2 separate regions of the Mus musculus genome follow, and region 2 is linked to region 1. Evidence: chromatin contacts called from public Micro-C data. All regions are on one chromosome and are shown on one strand. The core of a region is the stretch at or near the end of the contact, and the rest is flanking DNA. Distances in the headings are between cores, read along the strand shown.

The links. A called contact is a pair of places that touch in the nucleus more often than the background predicts.
Region 2: a Micro-C map of the HL-1 cell line shows a contact between it and region 1, with 3 times the contacts expected there. The contact joins two enhancer-like sites. A contact is called at or near these places in 1 of 15 datasets of contacts at CTCF or cohesin (large pre-B cells), 37 of 484 Hi-C or Micro-C datasets (B cells, CD4 T cells, the G1E-ER4 cell line and 23 more), 12 of 115 datasets of contacts at active chromatin or transcription factors (astrocytes, bone marrow-derived macrophages, craniofacial prominence and 5 more) and 3 of 9 other capture datasets (adipose tissue, liver and pancreatic islet).

What each region holds. Positions count from the first base shown.
Region 1 is chr9:71,644,576-71,648,172 of GRCm38.p6, forward strand. It overlaps Cgnl1 (cingulin-like 1), which reads right to left. Exons shown (of 19, transcript NM_026599.5): 13 at 917-1,078. Among named protein-coding and RNA genes, the nearest start is that of Myzap, 54 kb to the left of the region's middle. Within about 2 kb of position 1,701, at least 7 of the 459 cell types and tissues checked have an H3K27ac peak or open chromatin away from gene starts, as enhancers often do. A contact at or near this core is called in the HL-1 cell line, where this site is marked.
Region 2 is chr9:71,755,804-71,759,400 of GRCm38.p6, forward strand. The region is part of intron 1 of Cgnl1 (cingulin-like 1); the gene reads right to left. Among named protein-coding and RNA genes, the nearest start is that of Gm51713, 8.3 kb to the right of the region's middle. Within about 2 kb of position 1,813, at least 42 of the 459 cell types and tissues checked have an H3K27ac peak or open chromatin away from gene starts, as enhancers often do. A contact at or near this core is called in the HL-1 cell line, where this site is marked.

The DNA of each region.
Region 1 (3,597 bases), core at 451-2,950:
AATGAGGAATTCATTGATTTTTGAGTTTAAGCCTTCTTTGCTGGCCTTGAGCACCAGGCCCGTCTTTTATCAAACTCAGTCTCTCTGTTACTCTCTGAATTCCACTGGAGAGCAGAACACATGTGTGTTTCTGGTTTAGGGTCATTCCACTCTCACAAATTATTCCTCTTTAGCAATTCAGGTTTTCCTGTCATCTCAGAAGTCCTGGTATTTCTTTGTGTGGGTTTCTCTCAAGTGTTGAGTATTAGGCTTGTAAATACTCACCCCCAGCTGGTAACTGCTTTGGGCAGTTGCAGACAGACTATCTTGGGACTGGGAAATGGCAATGAATTGGACCACAGTTTGCTGATAACTCTGGCAATGATACATACACACTCAGGAAGATGGGCCAGGAATGAGACTGGACTCTGTGGTTTGGTCAGTGGTCCCCGATGTGCAGGGTGGTTTGGGGTCTACGGCACAGTGTGGAACCTGACTGGACAGTTGGCAGTCTTGGAGCCTTTGTAGGGGAACCATTACTTAAGGGACACAACACCATCAGCTAATTTCTTTGGGGAATAACTTATATCCTCTTCAAAGCAATGAAGCCATTAGGCTAAATCACAGATCAATTCCTTCCTGCGTAACTCTCTACAACATGATAAGCTGCCCCCCACTCCAAAGAAAGGGTCTTGATTACATCAAGCTAGAAAGAGTGAAAGCCCAAGGCTTCCTATATCCCCCTGGTGGCCCAGACGTGTTCTCCTCAGCCTGGCTCCAGTCCGGGTACCCACAGCCTGGCTCCCGCCCCCTAGGTGCCCTCAGCCTGGCTCCAGCCCGGGTACCCACAGCCTGGCTCCCAACCCCTAGGTGCCCACAGCCTGGCTCCCGCCCCCTAGGTGCCCTCAGCCTGGCTCCAGCCCGGGTACCCACACACCTCCATCTGCTTGATGAGTCGGCTGCGGTCATCCTTGAGGTGGCTCTTGGCCTCCAGCTCATACTCCAGGTCCTTCAGCGACTGCTCCAGAAGCTGCCGTTTTGTGAGCGCCTCCTCCTCAGCTCGCTGGTAGTCCTGCAACTCTTCCTCCTTGAGGCGTAACTAGAAGGAGAGCGTGTGTGAAGGTCCCTTGGGCAGTGGGAATGGCAAGGAATTGAAATGATATTGGATAGCTCTGGCAATGATAGAGAACACATGCCTGCATACAGGTTTGCATACCATGTGCATGTCTTGCTCAAGGAGGCCAGAAAACAGAGCGCACAGGCCCATCCCAAAGCAAAGAGGGGCAAACCCCACCTCTCTCTAGACTTCAATTTCCCATGTTATAAAAAGAGTGGTTTTCCTTTGTAAGAAGTACACTGTTGGGTTATAAAGTCAATTGATTAGGTGTGGACTAGTATTTTAACTACATAGAACACACACAATAAAGTATGAACAAGCACTGTGGTGTTTTTGTATTATATATTAACATATTTGGATGGATGGACGTGTCATTAGGTGGGCTGTGGTCAAAGCCACTTGACAGTCACTTAAGTAGCTAAGCGTTCTTGTATCAGCACTGTCTTAAGAGAGGTTTAACGTTTTAAAATAAAAACTAAATTAATGATCTCTAAGCAACTGCAGGCACAAAATCCAAGAACAAAATCATACTCATTTGGTAACAACCATTGCTGTGTAGAAAAAAATGGTCACCCATAACGACAGTGCTCTTTTCATCCACAAGGTGGCGCTCATATAATAGTTTTGAAGAATGTACAACAACAGTTTGAGTCTCAGGAGCCAGGCCATGACACTAGCAAGGGAAATGCCAAAATCAACCTGGCTTGCTGATTCAATGAGGCTCAACCCTAGCTCTTTGGTTGCCAATGTCAAACCCTCCTGGAGTAGACACAGAGCTAACAACGGAACACCACAGAGGTTTATTCCTTGCGGGAGTCCACAGAAAAGCCGGGGAAGCTCTGAAGGATCAGGCTAGCATAAGAAGACCCCAGTCCAGCACTGCATTCTGACGGAGATGAAGATGCTCGTTTCCAGTACAATGGGGAGCCCCAGCCACTTCTAGCACAGTCCCACTTGGGAGAAAATGACTTCTAGACACAGGCCCTGGTCTGGTTTGGGCATCAATGGTGAGTGAAACAGAGAGAGCACAGGGCAGTCATCCACAGAGAGCACAAAATGGGGTGCTCTCTGGACCTGATACACCACTCACTGCAGAGAAACACTACGTTTCTCTGAGTGTCAATGTCCCCATTGCAACATAGGGAAAATGTTAAAATGTACTTTATCTGAGAATTAGATGCTACCCAAAATTAGTGATCACAAAGAATGCTAATCAAATAAACAATTTCCTTCTTGGCATCCTCTGAAACACCATGCACACCTCTCCTAATACCTACCATACTGCTACCACCACCACCACCACCACCAACTCCTCCTCCTCCTCCTCCTCTTCCTCTTCCTCTTTCTCTTCCTTTACCCCCTGCCACCACCTCCACTTAGCAGGGGCTGGGGATCCATCTCCTAACACCTTTAAGTGCCCTCCCAAGAGCACTCAGTAACTCAGAGAGAACAGTTAGCACGCCTGATCACCCCCAGTTCCAAAGCCCAAAATGCAGGGCTGGAGAGAAACTGATCAGTGGTTAAAACCATGAGTTTGGCTCCTGGTACCCACACGGCAGCTCACAACCATCAGTGACTCCAGTTCCAGGAGATCCGATGCCTCCCTCCTCCTGGCATCTCTAGGTACCAGGCTCACATGTGGTGCAAGAATATACATGTAGGAAAAATAATTATATTCATAAAATAAATCCTTAAAAAAAAGACAAAACTTTGGAGCATTTGACTCCGAATCCAAAGCTAAAACATTCTGCATTGTGGATTTTGAGATTGGAAATGGCAAACAAGTAAAAATCTCCACAAATAACTTCAAGATCTCTGAGATCAGAAATACTCCTAGCACCAAGCATTTGAGGTAAGGAATGTTCCCCACAGAGTGTCCAAGAGTAACTTGCTCTCAGATAATAATAAGCAAGACAGAAAGCCCTAAAGGGGACACCTGTCTTACCCCATCCCAGGGGTATCACAGAAGAGACAGAAAAAATGGATGAGACAGGGAAGGGGTGCCATGCTTTGGAGCACTGTCACAGCAAGGCGCAGTCGTTGCACTAAGCAGCTGGGACGAGACTGAGCGACCAACCTTCCATCACAGAGCTGGAGGAGCTCACACGGCCCCGCCCCTCCCTGAGGATTTAAAAGTCAGCTAATTGTTGTTCATGGAGAGAACAACAGCTTTTCTTCAGTGGTGTAGCTGCTGTTGAGTTGTCCAGGCTCCTAAGAGCAACCTTAACGTGACAGGGACCAACACCAACGGGAAAGTGGGAGGGCCAGATGGGCAAAGGGGATCAGCAGGAGTGAGGAGACCAGAGAGGGTGCTGAGGTGAACAGGATCAAGAGACAGGAGATCCACATGTGAGATGTCGTAACGAGACCCACTACCGTATAAATGAATCAACCTGCTAATAAATTAGCAGATAATTTGTTAATACGATAATAAATTGTCGTATAAATTATTTTATCTACTAATAAAAATGCCAGTAAGCAAATACCTTTTTAACCTGTCA
Region 2 (3,597 bases), core at 563-3,062, 110 kb after region 1:
AGTCAGACCTCCTGTCCCTTTTCCCTCTGCTTCCAAAGAGCCTCAGAAAACGTACTAGAAGGACAATCCCTGGCATCACCAGGTCTTTATTCCTGAAATTTCCATTCACTGCTTTCCAATGTAATTATATGTGGATTGAAAATATTCCTTTTGTTCCTAAACAAAATAATACTAACTTAGAATGGAAGGAAAAAACAAAAAACCAAAGGAAAATCCACGCATGTGCATAAATAAGTGCTGAGGAATATTACCATAGGTAACTGAAGACAGTTTAACTTTCATCTTACATTTCTTCTTTATATTTTCAAAATATTTCTGTGCAATAAGCATCCTCTCTCCCCTCCCCCCCCTCTGTCTGTGAGACAGGGTTTCTCTGTGTAGCCCTTGCTGTCCTGTGTAAACCAGGCTGTCCTTGAACTCAGAAATCCAACTGCCTCTGCCTCTGCTGGGATTAAACGCTTGCACCACCATGCCTGGGTGCATCTATTGTTCCTTGTTCAAGTGTTTGCCTAGTACACACTGGGTTCAATCTCCATAGACTAATTTCACAGACATAATATTAAACAAAAAGAAAACAAGGGATGCCAAGACGGCTCAATGGGTAAAGGGGCTTGCCACTAAGCCTGATAACCTGAGTTCACGACCCACATGATTGAAAGAGAACCAACTCTTGCAAGTGGCCCTCTGACCTCTACACCCATGCTACCACATACCTGTAATGTAAATAAATAAATGTAAAAGTCTTCAATATAAAGTCAGACACAGAATGGTACATGCTCTGTGACTCGATCGGTTTGTTTGTTTGTTTGTTTCATGAAGTTCAAGTAGTGACAACTTACAAATGGTAAGAAACAGTGGCTACTGCTGAAGGATGATAAACCAGGACAAAGCGTGAGAAAACCTGCACAAGATTCTGTACGCTTACAACTTGTATGTGCTACTTAAAATATAAAATCTGGGTTCGAGCCGTAACTGTCACTGCTTAAGGGCTGCGTGGCCTTGAATCAATCCCTTCAGCATCTCTAACTTAAAGTGCGGTTGAACACAGCCTTGAGCGCATCACCTGCTTCCTGGAAACAAGATGAGAAGTAAGTTCAGCGGTGCTTATGGAGTAGGACTTGAAGCAGTGCCCTGTACTGGGTAGAGCTCAGGACTTAACTGAGCAGCTGCAGCAAACACTGATGGATTAGCTGGTGTCAAGCTCTAAGCTCTGAACCTTTAATTTTGTTGCAACCTCATCTCTCTAGTTCCTGTTCTTATCCCGGTCACCCAGGCCAGAAGCCAAGTGGGTGGCCCAGGGAAGCAGAAGCATAAGGTCCCAACTTCATCTCAAGAAGGACTAGTCACACTGCGGATGCTGCCTCTGAGGTCACAGCAAAAGGGAACTGGCCAGCGTCACCCCATCAGGATTAATCACCCACGAAAGAGAAAAAAAAAAAAAAAAGACTGGAGGCTCTAAAAGCAGTAGCTGATTTTTGCAGGAGAAAGAATATTTTATTCTGGTGGAATAATTCATTTGGAATGGAGGAATCGCCTGGGACCTGAACCAGTTCATCTTTCTTCCCCAAGGAAGAGGAGACAGCCAGCCCTCTGTCAGAAGCGCTTCTTGTTGACTGGCCAAATTTGCTATCCTTTCATGAATCCCAGATTTACACTCAATTTTCAAAGCATATGCCTGTGAGTGAAATAACTTTAGATGCTGGCCGTGCAGTAAAGGATTCGGATTAGCTCAGATACTTGAAACGCCATAAACATGTCCTTCATGTCGTGAGGTCAGCCTGACCTTGCACCAAGATCGTGACTCACTCTGACCAGCCTTTGCTTTAACCACGGTACATGTGCTGTGGTTCAAATCCAGCCCCACCCCTTAGCAGTTGTATCACCTTAGCAAAGTCCTTCATCTCTCTGTGCCTCGGTTTCCTTAATAAGATGGTCTAACAATGAGGTCATTACAAGAAGAAGAAAAAATTAGTACCTGTCAAGTAATGGAGGTAATGACCCTGTCATTTAAAATTATATAATCCAATCACAAACTTTGCAGATATAGTATAGAATGTCTGAAAGCCAGGAGGTGTTTACTAAAATTAAGTCAAAAGAGCACTAGCATCATGTTATATGTACATGTACATGCATAGGTACGCGCGCGCGCACACACACACACACACACACACACACACAGAGGAAATTTAAATTTAAATTACGTCAACTTTAGAACTTTTTAATCTGTCGATGAGCTCAGATTCTCTGCATCTCAATTTAATGGCCCCAAAAAGATGGAAAACAATACTTAAATTTCAAATATATCTAATATTCATTTGAGTATATATATTTGAATGTATACATATATATGTAGATGGAGAGAGAGCAAGAGAGAAAGAGAGAGAGAGAAGTGAAATAATTGGGTTTGACTGTGGCTTCCTTTCAGCCTGCAGCAGAGAAGGCTCACTAAGATTATACATTTTCCTTCCTTTGTAAATGTTGAAAGCTTTTCATTTTGTTCCAAAGGAAATGGCTATAGCAAAGTTCAATGACATCAGACACCATCATTGTCTGGGCAGTGCGTGCGAGTATCCGGTGGCCCTTACAGAAGGGCTTAATGCTAAAACCCAGACTCACAGAAGCTAAAGGCAACTTCATGGGACTTCCCTTACAAATTATCCATTCTGATTTACCAGCTCCAACTCAGACAGTCAGCTCTGGAGCAAGGGAGTGGTTTGCAGCACAACACAATGGTCTACTACCCCATGATCCACCCTCCCAGAAAAAGCCTTCCAATGCTCACATGCCTCTGTGTTCCCATGTGGGAGGGATGCATGCTCAGAAGGCTGCTGTGTGCAACTCTTTCTTCACACCAACAGGCACACTCACACTTTTCTACAGACACTGACCAATGACACTGAAGATTCCATCTCACTGACTGTTACCAGTGGTTCTGTTCTTATTACCAAAGTAATCCAATCAACATAGCGTTCTCTGCTATACTGTCCAGGGTATCAGAGGGCAAAGGCAGGCAGATCTCTGTGAATCAGAGGACAGCCTTACAGAATGAGTTCAAGGCCAGCCAAGGCTACATAAATGAGACCACATCTTAAAAGAGAAAAAGACACACAGACTCCTAGAAACCACATACTATATAAACGTCACACTGGATGCCACCGCCAAGGAGATTTTCCTAGACCCTTTTTTGTAAGACCCTTTCCAGCTTTATTCTGCACGCTTTGGCATCCCAGGTGTCAGCGTGTGACAGATGAATAGAGTTCCACACTCAGACTGACTCCCAGAAATGAACTGGTCTGAGAGCTCACAGCAAATGCAGAAATGACAGCTGCGTTTTATTTGCAAGATAAATTTTCAGCAGGCCCTTCTTCCTTGCTGAGCTGAGCTGGTCGGCTGGGGGCTGTGCACTTCATAAAATTTGCTTTGGGTCTTGACCTAAACGTCCATTCATTCTTCAAATGTATCTCACTCTGTGCCAGGCACTAGGGGAGGGTTTGTTTTGTTTTGTTTTGTTTTGTTTAAGAAATAAAAAGAAAAGAAAAGGAAAGAAAGAAAAGAAGAGAAAAAAAGAAAAAAGAAAAAAGACCTTACTCATTTCCC